Regions from separate parts of the Mus musculus genome. Here all the other regions are linked to region 1. Evidence: chromatin contacts called from public promoter capture Hi-C data. All regions are on one chromosome and are shown on one strand. Each heading gives the region's core, a stretch centred on a gene start, on an enhancer-like site or on the middle of the called end of the contact. The rest is flanking DNA. Distances are from core to core; before and after follow the strand shown.

The links. Promoter capture Hi-C pulls out the DNA fragments that hold promoters and counts their contacts. Capture Hi-C pulls out chosen DNA fragments and counts their contacts.
Region 2: a promoter capture Hi-C map of embryonic stem cells shows a contact between it and region 1, with 5 times the contacts expected there. The contact joins the promoter of Gbp2 here to the promoter of Bmpr1b in region 1. A contact is called at or near these places in 5 of 39 promoter capture datasets (cranial neural crest, embryonic stem cells, liver and 1 more) and 2 of 115 datasets of contacts at active chromatin or transcription factors (both in embryonic stem cells).
Region 3: a promoter capture Hi-C map of adipose tissue shows a contact between it and region 1. The contact joins the promoter of Gbp3 here to the promoter of Bmpr1b in region 1. A contact is called at or near these places in 1 of 15 datasets of contacts at CTCF or cohesin (the NIH/3T3 cell line), 1 of 484 Hi-C or Micro-C datasets (embryonic stem cells) and 1 of 9 other capture datasets (adipose tissue).
Region 4: a contact with region 1 is called in a promoter capture Hi-C map of adipose tissue. The contact joins the promoter of Gbp5 here to the promoter of Bmpr1b in region 1. A contact is called at or near these places in 5 of 39 promoter capture datasets (cranial neural crest, embryonic stem cells, hippocampal neurons and 1 more), 1 of 15 datasets of contacts at CTCF or cohesin (the NIH/3T3 cell line) and 1 of 9 other capture datasets (adipose tissue).

The regions. Positions count from the first base shown.
Region 1 is chr3:142,167,935-142,170,864 of GRCm38.p6, reverse strand. Bmpr1b (bone morphogenetic protein receptor, type 1B) reads left to right here and starts at 1,440. Exons shown (of 12, transcript NM_001277217.2): 1 at 1,440-1,720.
Region 2 is chr3:142,619,194-142,622,123 of GRCm38.p6, reverse strand. It overlaps Gbp2 (guanylate binding protein 2), which reads right to left and starts at 1,461. Exons shown (of 11, transcript NM_010260.1): 1 at 1,316-1,461.
Region 3 is chr3:142,558,929-142,561,858 of GRCm38.p6, reverse strand. Gbp3 (guanylate binding protein 3) reads right to left here and starts at 1,503. Exons shown (of 11, transcript NM_001289493.2): 1 at 1,169-1,503; 2 at 1-119. The coding sequence starts at 95.
Region 4 is chr3:142,495,463-142,498,392 of GRCm38.p6, reverse strand. It overlaps Gbp5 (guanylate binding protein 5), which reads right to left and starts at 1,459. Exons shown (of 11, transcript NM_153564.2): 1 at 1,398-1,459.

The sequences.
Region 1 (2,930 bases), core at 191-2,690:
CCCCCATGACCTACAGAGGGTTTCAAGTACCTTTCTCTGTAACATCCAATTTATTTAAATTCAGTTTATAAGAACCTCTAAGGGAGAATCTTACACTTCTGTCTAGTAAATGTTATTAGTAATTCCTACATCACAGGGGTAGATCTATTCAAGTTTCTTTCCTATTTAAAACTAATGTCAGGAGACGAAAATGACAGAAAGTCTGATTGGGGGACAGATAGAAGGCAAGTTCACTGGTCACATACTTATAGTTAGGAAAGAAGAGAAAGACGATGCAGAAGGGGAGGGGGTGGGGTTATCTCTGACTCACAGAGTGAAGGCAACAGGTTGGATTCCACCTTTGCAGTTCTTTCAGCTCTAAGTCCTGACACCTGGGGTCAGCAAGGGCCCAATAAAGAGACACCAACAAGCAATTTACCTACTTAGAAAACTTCTAGACAACGTCTTACAGTCTGGCTTCAGGGACTATAACATGGATACACGATGGGGCAGGCAGACTCCCTTGGCGACACTGTCATTTCAGGATAAATATACCCACCATTTACCAACTCATTAATAAACACCAGGGACCCCACTTGCTCCTAAGAGGGACCTGTAGGTCTCTTATATTTACAGGTGAAAATATTTTATTTAACGTCTGATTCAGCTGGAACAATTTCAGAAGAAAGGGGATGAAATAAAATGGTAGGAATGAAATAGATCATAATGAGAAACTCATAAGAAATTCACTTCCGAGTGGCACAAAATAAAACTTAAGTCACACTTCTAACGAGGACAAACGGGGCTGCTCAACATGCTTGGAATTTAAAAAAAAGTGAGGAAATGAATTATGGTGGAAACTGGGCATCAGGCATTAGGAAGAAAAGATATTTGGAATTCATGAGATACCGCCCTGGGAAACAGTTGGCAAAATGGCTGAGTTGAAAGAGGTTAGCTATGCTCCCCAAATCTCCGGAGAAGCCGAATCACCTTACTTTATATTCATTTCTCCAAGAGTCGAAACACTTACAGACTTAGCCAGGAGACCACAGAGTAAAGATGTCAAATGCTTTCTCAAGCCAAACTGTAAAATTTCATCGAACACAAGTGGAATTTTTTGCGTTGCCTTTCATTGTTTACAATTTCAAAATATCTGTATTAAGGAAAAATTTCATTTTCCTAGGAAGCCTCACTCCATGCCTCAAGATTTCTAACCCCTCACCCGAGACTGTGGATCTAATTTGATGTGCACTCCCCTCCCCTTTTTTATGAGGTGTGTGACCAACGTTTCCATAACTTCTCCAAAGTGTCGCTGGCCCCGGAGAAGTTGAAGTTCACCGCGCTCTGCCATTTGGAGTCGGTCCCAGCTCGCACCATTCCGCGCTGCCTCCTCGCGCTTTTGTTTCTGGAAGCTGAAGGGGGCGTGTGGCAAGGCTTTTGGACCAGCCAGGGACGTTTGTCCGGCTGCAGCGCCAGGGATGCTCTGAGGACGGCTCTGGAGGTGGCTGGGACCGCTCCAGGCGCCGGGCCGCGTAATCCCTGCGCTAAGTGCTTGGCTCGCAGTCTGCAGTCACTAGTGGGAGCTGGAGAGGGCGAGTGAGAAAAATTCCAGCGGCGGCGGAGCGGGAGGAGGGACAGGAGCTACGGCGGCGGCGGCAGAGGCAGCGGCGGCGGCAGAAGTTGCCGGCGTGGTGCTCGTAGTGAGGGCGCGGAGGACCCGGGACCTGGGAAGCGGCGGCGGGTAAGGGGCGCTGGGAAGGGGCCTGGGAGTTCGGATCGGGGGTCTCCAGGGTAGCCCGCGCTTTGTGCGGCGATCGGGGTGGGACACGTGCTCCTCGGGGAGCGGGACACCCGGACAGCGGGGCGCTCCCGGGCCACGAGCGCTTGGGGGGACGCCAAGGGGCACCGAGCTCGGGACCAGCCACCTGCCTCGCCTGCTCCTCGGACCCGCTGGGAGAGCCAAGGCGCTCATGGGACAACCACACTCTTCGGTCCTCTCGCGCTCTCCCCTGCCCCTTAGTCACTCCATCCTCTCAGCCCTCTCCTCTTCCGAGTCTTTCCAACGTGATCCCATACTTAGTAGCTGACTTTCCCCACCTCTTGTCCTTTCCTCCTGTCCCTCTACACTATTCCCATCGGTTCTCTGCAGGGTGAGGTTTTTCTGACATTGGAGAAAGACCCTCCGGAAGTTGTGCAGGGCGGCAGGTATCTAGTTTCTCTGAGCCTCTCCAAGGAGGCTGAGTGCTCTGTGTTCTGAATGGGGACCTTGTGGCTTCTTTGAGTTATTAGGGACTGCTCTTTTCTTAGTCACCTTCCCCCAAGGTGAGGTCAGTTACTGTGAGGGGCCACAAAGGTGCCAGTGAAACAGAACAGAAGAAGGCAGCTGAGTAACAGAAGGTCCCAGACATATCCGCAGTGAAGCGGAACCACCTGAGAGAAGGCTCCTGGATTCTGGAAAAACAAAAGGCTCCATGAGTCCTCACGATGGAGTTCAGCTGAAGAACATTTGAAAAATAATATGAAAAAGCCCTCGGTGTGAGAGCCTCTTGCTGTCCTCACTGAGACTAAGTCTTTGCTTTTCATATGCATATTTTTGGGGCTCTTGGTCACAACTTCTCTAATTATTGTTTTGAGGGAAGTTAAGAGAAATGGTCTATGTCAACGGGGCACTTATGTTTTAAGAAAAAGTGATTTCAACTTTGTACTTTTATACCTCTTTACATTCTGCCGATCAAGGAGAATTATGTCTAACTGCAAAGAAAATAGGAAAGGATTTGTCAGTAATTTAAAAAATATGAGACATTCCAGGGATCAATAATTTCTTTGGAGCATTCTCATTACGAGGATGTTGTCGAGGATATTACATGTTAGTGAAATATGTTAGCTGTGACACACTTGGATCATTGTGTGGCAAAAAAAAAAAAAATTACGTGCGCGCTGCAAGCAAATCA
Region 2 (2,930 bases), core at 212-2,711, 450 kb before region 1:
TATTGTTCCTACTTGCATTCATTCATTCATTCATTCATTCATTCAGTTGCATCAGTATGGACTGCTAAGTACTTATTATTTCATTCCGTGTAACTTAGGACTTTGTGACCATTCCTTAGTTTGTTGCCTGGCTTGTTCCCCGTGTTCACTGAGGCTCCCTCAGCTGGATCCCGTGCTTGGCTGGTAGACTTCCATGACATTCCCAGTGCTGTGGTACTCTCTACCAGCACAGTCTTCCAGACACAGCTCATAGTTTTCCTATGTTACCCTAGAGAATTCCTCCCAAAGGTTTGGTTTCTTTCAGTTCACAGTGGTATTTATGCCACAAATATCACATGGACTATATGCATTGCTTTAAGGTGAACCAGTATCTTCTGGAACATGATATAGTTTTTGAACTCATGAAGTCACAGCAGCTGTGGCTGCCTATAGAAAACCTGCATAAAGGCGGGTGGTTAGTGGCACATGCCTTCAATCCAGCACTTGGGAAGCAAAGGCACATGGATCTCTGAGTTTGAAGACAGCCTGGTTTACACAGTGAGTTTCAGGACAGCCAGGGCTACACAGACACACTATTTTGAAAACAAAACAAAAGAAAAAAGAAAAAATGCATAAATCAAAATTCTACCATAGGTTGGTGAGAGTCCCGGGAAGCCCAGAGCATAACTGAGATGATAATGGCAGTTAATGGCTGCTACAGACTCCAGGGTTGGTTTTCTTCAGTAAATGGCCCCTGTTAAGTTACCTGAATTCCACTAGGTGGCCTTATGCCCACGTTTGAATGAGCTGCAGTGACTTGATTAAATGAGGACATGAAACTGAGTGAGGGGTGGGTGGGAGGAGATGGAGGAAAGAGTAGGGAATATACACAATCAAAAACACATGACATATATGATGTTCTCAAGGAATAAATAATGTGTGTGTATTCAAAATAGTATACACAAAGATATTGTAGCTCAATAGATTTTTCAATGGGGGAAACTGTCTCTTTTTATGAATTCCAAGCAGCCTAACTTATTTAGGTAGACACTGGCAACAAGTTCAGGAACTTTGTCTGAGTATCATTAAATAGTAAGAATGATATAAAATGGTACCGAGAAAGCAATATGAACCTCAACACACTTATGCTCTCAGTGTGAAGTCTTCTTTCCCAGAGTTTAATTAATTTGCCCTAGTAGGGACAGGGACATCTAGGGTAAAGTCTGCCTCTGTCACCTAGCCCTGGGCCACACACATCTGTGCTGGTTTCAGCCTCCTCTGGTTAGGGTAAACCAGCAGTCTGCTAAACAGTTTTCCACCCCTGCCTCTGTCTTACCTGAAGAGAAATCCTTTAGAGAAGAAGAAGAAGCAGCTTTTCAATGCTGGTCAGCTTTGCCTCTGAGGCTGGCTGCAGAGTGCTCTGTCCTCTCTCACAGGCACTGTGACATAGACCCTGTAGTAACCCGGGAAGTTCCAGATTTTTGCCAGAGAACTTGTGAGGAGTTCGCTCTTTATTTATGCTTAAGACAGTGAAAGTGAAACTAAAAGAGTTCCTAACTGGGGTGGGGTTGGAGGGATGACTCAACCAGCACTGCAGGAATGAGGGGTTTGCTCATGGGAGGAGGGTCTCAGGACTTCTCAGGTAGAGATTGATAAATGGTGCCATTTCTTGTGGGTGTTTCAAAATGTAGGGTGAAAAGGGTGTGGTTTTGAAATCATTCTCTTATGTTTCAGTCCTTTTTTGTCCATTAGTGTTTGTTTTGTGAAGTTGCCAGCCCCACTGTGTTACACAAAGTTAGCAAGCAATTGTGCAATTCAGAAGTGGACATGAATCGTTTAAAAATCATTTCTCTGTACTGTGAAAGAATAAAAATAGAACGAAAAAGGTGAGAATTTGGAGGGACAAGGAGAGAGAAAGGAAGGAGAAAGATGGGGGAGACAAAGAGAGGGAAGGAGGGAGGAAGAAAAATTACTGAAAGTGAAAGTGAATCTGAGTTCCTTTAAACATGTCAAATGCTGGGAAATCAGCTAGCTTGTTTGTTAGTTTGTTCATTTGTCTTTTGGACTAGAATAATCGCTATTAACATTATGTACAATCCCACAACAATTTTAGCACCACTTAAATATTTTCAATCATGTAGACATGTAGAATTTAAGAGTAAGCAAAAGGGATTTCTTTCTTTTCTTTCCTTTTTTTTTTGTTTTTTGTTTTTTGTTTTTGTTTCTAAGCTTAAAGGGGTGGAGTTTCCAGTCATTTGTAGTATGTTTCCTTAGAAACAAGTGAGTCAGAGTCCTGACCCTAAACCATTGAGTGCAAATAACATCTCTCAGAGGCTGAGGGAAGCCACTGTCAAAACTGAGACTGACATCTGTGAGTCTCTGAGCTAAGGCTGGGAATGACCATGGAGTTGACAAGCCACTGGCACTGTGGCTGTGAGAAGTGTCCCAAACTGTGCTTTGAAGTTCTGAAGATGTCTAATTAATCCTCATGCTGATTTACCCACGGACTAGTACTTAAAATCTTCCAGGGACTTAACACAAATCAGACAATAGGTCAGACTTTGAATACAAGTGTTGAATTCTTCTTCAAGCACACATGATACAAGCATGCACTGAAAAGTATACTACAGAAACACTATACCATCCACTGTTATGCTATAAGTTAATGTACCACTAGAAGTATTTTTTAAAGCCCTGGGTTTAATGCCACTACCAGAAAATAATTATACAGAAAGTATCTTTGTGTTTCTGTATTCCACAAGAGTACTAAGCCCCGTGACTGTGACATTTCCTCTGTGTGGTACTACTGTTATTCTGAATGTTCAGTTGCAGAGCTGAACCCCTCATCATTGGGTGCCTGTGTGACAGCTAAGAGTCTTCTAATGACCTCCCCTCTTACAGAAATTTAGGAGCGGCGTTTCTTACATTATGAACAATGTACAGCATGCACT
Region 3 (2,930 bases), core at 254-2,753, 390 kb before region 1:
AGAGGCTGTGCTATCTGCTCAAGAATCCTTATGGCTTCCAGATTTACTGTCAGCTGATTTTTCCAATTTTCCACCAGACAAATGGGTGCCTCCATGGTCCACTCGGAAGCTGCAGAACCCTGTAACCCAGAACAGTCGCTCACTGAAATATGGGATCTTAAAATCGTCTGTTGTCATCACCCAAGGCAGACACATGTCGGTTTTTGTTTGCGCAACACGTATCTCAAGTTCTGTATGTTTCTAAAGTGGGAAATGAACTCAGCCTTCCCAAACCTGTTACAGTATTTCTCATAGAATATATCACGATTCTTCTTTGAACTATGAAAAGTATTCTCCGGCTTCTTAAAAAATAACATGAGAAAGCCAACAACACTGATGTCTGAGACTGAGAGCACTCGGGTTTTGCAGCGGGTGAGGCAAAAACGCACGTGGCAAAGTTGCAAAGTGGGTAGAAAGGTTTCCTGGCATTCTGAGAGAATTTGAAGTCTGTTTCAGTATGAGAAGTTTGCCGGGTGTGTGTTGGGCACTGCCTTAGGTGGCTGTTATCAAAGAATAAACTAAATGAGTGCAATTTCCTACCTTGGTGAGCCTCTGTTCAAATGGGAGAGAAAACGAAGCAGAAAATGAACACACACACACACACACACACACACACACACACACACACACGTGCCCGTGCGCCCACACACGCCTTAGAATAAAGTAAGTATAGAGCGAGGTAGGGACATTGGAGGTTGAATTCAGATAAATAAAACAGGGACTGACTCCAGCAAAATAAGATAAAATGAAGCCTCTTAGTGACACCTTTGAGGACAGATGTCTGCTATCAAGAAAACATTGCGGACACAAGGAAGCAAACTGGGGGAAGCTACCCTACAAGAGGCTGCAGTACTACTGAGTTTGGCTCCTGGGTACCAGGCTCTCACCACCAAGGATGGGCCTTGGTCATTGTCTCCCAAGCCAGAGGGGTTATTGAATGAAGACCCAAGAAAAGCAGTACATGCACGCTTGGCCCGCCAGGTGGCGCTCTGCAAATGGCCACAAGACCCTGTGAGGTCTGCAGCTTGCACTGGCTTGCCCACCAGGGTGAGTCTGCCACCCCAGAATGGAGATGTCCTGGCAATTTCGCCGGCAGCGTCTGTTGAGAGAAACACATGTGGTTACTCACCCAGGCACTGGCTCTGTAACAGGGACAGTCCTCAGCCAACTTAGTTCTTTCCCTGAGCTTCCTACTGCTCCAGGCTCCTTGGAGCAGCCACTGTTAGAAGTGGCAAAGTAACAGCCGCCCAAACACAAATTGAGATAAAAGGAACTGAAATCGAAACCATGCTCCTTGCTTGATGACTCAGTCAGTCGTTGAGGGCTTGAACAAAATAACAGAATTTGTGACCTCAGCTGAGCTGAGGAATTTCCCAGATCCCCCCGAACTTTCTGCAGTTATCACCCCGCCACATCTTGCAGATTGAGACTTTTTTTCTTTCCTACAGTGTGTTCCATCACCGATGCAAAAAAAAAAAAAAAAAAAAGGAGAAAACAGAATCACACTTGGCACACAAGTCTGTCTGTAGTACTCACCAGGGAACACTACTAATCAATGATTGTCATTGCGTTTTCTGGGTCCCCTGCCCTCTTGGATTTAGACTGCAGTCTAAATCAGCAGTGTGGCCTCCTCCTTTCCCTCCACACATTTCAGAGGAAATGCTCCCTCAGATGCAGCAGGAGAAAATAGCAGTCATTATACAACCTGAACTCAGGCTGTGAATTCGAGCCAAAGGCGACGACTGGACTTCCCCCCAGCAGAAAAGCCCTTTCTCCTCCCTTTCTTGTGTTTTCCAGGGATCTGGGAAATAGAAACTGAAACTGTGTCCTGACATGAACCAGCTTTGTTTAGGGAGTCAAAGATGATTGCTCAAGCCCTGGGTATCCTAGCCTTTTTGTTAAAGGAAAACAAGTCCCCAGTTTCCTTAAAGTGCATATCTGCTGTCAGCTCCCTGTTAGAGTCTTTAACCAAAGTGTTATAAAGATGGTGAACTATAGAGATGGCCACTGTTTACAGTGCAGCTTGCTTGGCAAGAACAATGCATGATTCAGTCAGGTCTGTCAGTAGAGCTAACAACTCTGGGCTGTTCCTTCTCTACTCTGACTGACAGGAAGTTCCCAGTATGCTTTGCCTGTCTTTCTGGGGATGTCTCAAACTACTCTCTTTCTTTGTTTGCCATTTGTCCAACACAAGTGTTCATTCCTAATCTACAAATCCAAACTTCCAAATCCTCCCAATACTGATTTTTTTTTGAGTTCTGACATAAAATCACAAGTAAAAAAAATCTGTTCTATAAAAGTTTCCTGCTTTCATGAATTATTTAAAATATTGTCTATGTGAACTGGCCATGGAAGTGGAGGCAGGGGAACCATTCTGAGCTATATATTAAGCTTGAGGCTAGCCTGGGCTACATGAAAATTTTGTCTCAAAATATATATACAATATGTGGGACGGGGTTCATGTATGCTAAGTTGGCTGTGCTCAGACTACTTCATGTACTTCATGTATAGACTACTTTCAAATAATTCATGCAAAAAGCAAACTTTCAACATTAAAAACAAGACATAGACAGACTGACTTTTCAGTTAATAGAGTTCCAGGTGAGCTACAACAGATATGCTTTTATTATTAACTGCTACAAGTTATCATTAACTATCCTTTAAGGCTGGTTAGGTTGAAGTCCTTATATAATACATATGAGTATCAATTTGTGCTTTATTCCTTCCTTGATCATAAGAAAAAACTATATCTCCCTACTGGACCGACAAGTGAGTGAAAGGTACAGAGTTACCCATGGCATTCATATTCTCACTAGTCCAGCTATTCCATCCTTACATCCCACAGTGAGAAACAGAAGGGTCATATACAAATTGCTCCATTCAACTGATTA
Region 4 (2,930 bases), core at 210-2,709, 330 kb before region 1:
TACATATATATACATAAAACTAGATAAAATCGGGTTTTTATTTGTAAGTTCCACTTAATATTGATTTCCAGTCTCATCCTTGCAACTGAGTAGCATTATGATGTCATTCAAGTCTTCCCTACAATTCTGCTTCCTACAAGCCAGACGTAACCAAATCAATATGCATTTATATCAGTAGAGGGTTGGGCTAGAGATATTGGCTCAGTGACTAAGAGCACTTGAGGCTCTTGTAGACCTGGATTTTGTTCCCTTAACCCATACCAGGTGGCTCACAACTACCTATAACACCAGTCCTGGGGGACTAAAATACACTCAGGCACACACATAAATAAAATAATTATAAAAAAAAAGAAGAGAAGAGAAGAGAAGAGAAGAGAAGAGAAGAGAAGAGAAGAGAAGAGAAGAGAAGAGAAGAGAAGAGAAGAAGAGAAATGTTCACACAAGGGGAGGACTGTAGGGAAGAAGGTCACCAAGAAATCTGAAAGTACTGAAAGGTGCTGGAGATGAACTTCTGGTGTTTGCTCAGTTTTTGCGTTTATATTCTTATCTGTTCTTTAAGTATGATATGCATGAGGCACGGGACACAGCAAGAAGTCAAAAGAGTTCCCAGGAGCGATCCGCATAGCCAGACCATACCGGCCAAATAGGTCATTTTTTGATTCGTCAACATATAAAGGTAGAGACAATATTGTAGCAGAGACAGAATCCAACACAAATGGGGTTTAAAAGTGAGTGACTGCCCAGGAAAAGCAAACACGGAACCTTTAAGAGATGGCAGTGCAGCGAAAATGCTCACTGCTGTCAGCAAACCTCTTCCTGTGTGCCTTGGAGTTCTCTCTCTCTCTCTCTCTCTCTCTCTCTCTCTCTCTCTCTCTCTCTCTCTCTCTCTCTCTCGCAGCTCTGGCTGTGAATTTGTCCCAAGCTCCAATGAGGACAAGCATCGGCCCACATATAGAGCCTTGCTGTCTGGGAATTCACTTCCCGACAATGGGAGCGCTGGTTAGAGCCCCAGTCTCAGACCTTTTACTGCGCAGCTCATGCTCTGCTATATTGTTCATGCAAACAGTATGGTTGCCTGCTATTCTGGAGGTGATTCTGTTCTAAACAGCAACTAGGGATGCCAAGAAGTTAGAACAAGCGGAGATAAACAGTTGGAAGTCATTTCTACCTTTCAGTTTAATCTCTTCACACTCTGCCCTCTCATTAACAGGAAACAATAACGGCACTGAATAAACACTCGGACTGCTGGACAAGGAATTCTGCTTCTCTGAGAACACTGCTGTTTAATCTCTAATGGGGCTGAGCCAGCATCCAGGCTAGGATGCATCCCATCCTGGATAAAGTAGTCTAAAAAATAATTCCTAACAGTCTCTTCCCACCCCTGCTCCAGGTCTTACCTTAAGAAAAACTGAAGAGCGGGAGCAGGGGCCAGTAAGAACACTGCTTCAAACGGGACTCTGCAAGAGGACAAACTCGTTGCACCCTTATTTATCTGTGCTTGGTTCTGAGAAATAACGGCCAGCCCTGGGAATTTCCTTTCCTCTCCCAGAGAGCTGGGAGAGAACTTGATTATGAAACGCAAGAACAGGAATCTGCAAAAGGGTTCTCTAAACTGAAATTGAAACTACACAAGTTCAGACTGTATAGTTGAAGGGGATTTTCAAAAGCAGAAGGCTTGAATGTCACTGAACTAATTTCCCAGAAGTTGCCCACAATCTGAAAGAGAACGTTGACATCGTTTGTCATTGTTTCAAGCGCTGTTTATTTTATTCCTTTGAACGAGGGTGATAATTTTTATGGTTTTGAATCACAATTGTTTTGAAGGGAAACCTCACGTACTATTTGAAGACTCATTTCTTACAATTGTCTCTGCATCCACTTAGGATAAAAGTTGTTTTCATTGGTAGTAGGTTAAACAAGGAACTCAGGGTGTCATGTTGTGGACTCTTGAATCCCATATATAAAAGAAATAAAGAACAGAATTAGGAAAACTGAGGATAACTTTTTTGGAGTTGGAGAGAGGAAAAAATTAGCAGAGCAGACAAACCGTACAGGAAACCAGAAAGGAGAGATTGCAAAGGAAAAGAAAGCTAATCACGCTTGCTGGGTTAGAGACTGCACCAGCAAGCTGACTCAGTCACAGAAAGGCTGTAAGCAGCTGCTTTAATCTTATACTGTTTGGTGCCGTTTGGAACATCTGCTGATGATGTGACCCAAGTCCGATTCTTCTGAGCAAAACTCAAGCCACTGAGTGGGTTAAACTAATTTTTTAAAATAGGTCAATAAAATAGCTATGCTTTACCAAGAAGAAATAGCCTTCCCTTAACGGAGCTTCAAGAAAGATCTTCTATCTCACTTGTCTAGAATTCAAGCCAAAATAATATGTTAACAAGTCCTGGAGATGACGCTGTCACTACTGGGACAAGGAAACTCAGGAAATGTCTGGTCATATGTAGCCAATAAAGATCAGTTATATAGAAGCTGAATGTTGTACATGGATATTTGCGGACTTTGTTCTGACGCTCTCTGGAGTCTAACTCTCCTAAAAGGAAGCATACTCGCTTTAGACTGCACTTGCCTGTAAGCTTGACAGAAATAGCATTTGACTTTATGGTGGGTACCGCCTATACTGGTGACTTTGGGTAAAATAACCTAACCGTTATCACAATAACAACTGTATTGATCCATGCGCATTGGATGGCCTTCCACTCCAGTGTCTTCTTTGGTTCGTTGGTTGGTTGGTTGGTTGGTTTTGTTTTTATTATATCAGTTTTTCAAAAAATATTGTTTTTTCTGTGGGATTCCTTTACCAGACTTCCTTTCCATGGACTCGATCACTTCTCCAGACAGGCTAATCTCTGACTGACTTGAGCATGCAGCCTCGGAGTACCTGGCCTCAGAAGGAAAGGCACGTGGATGACTGGTCTCAT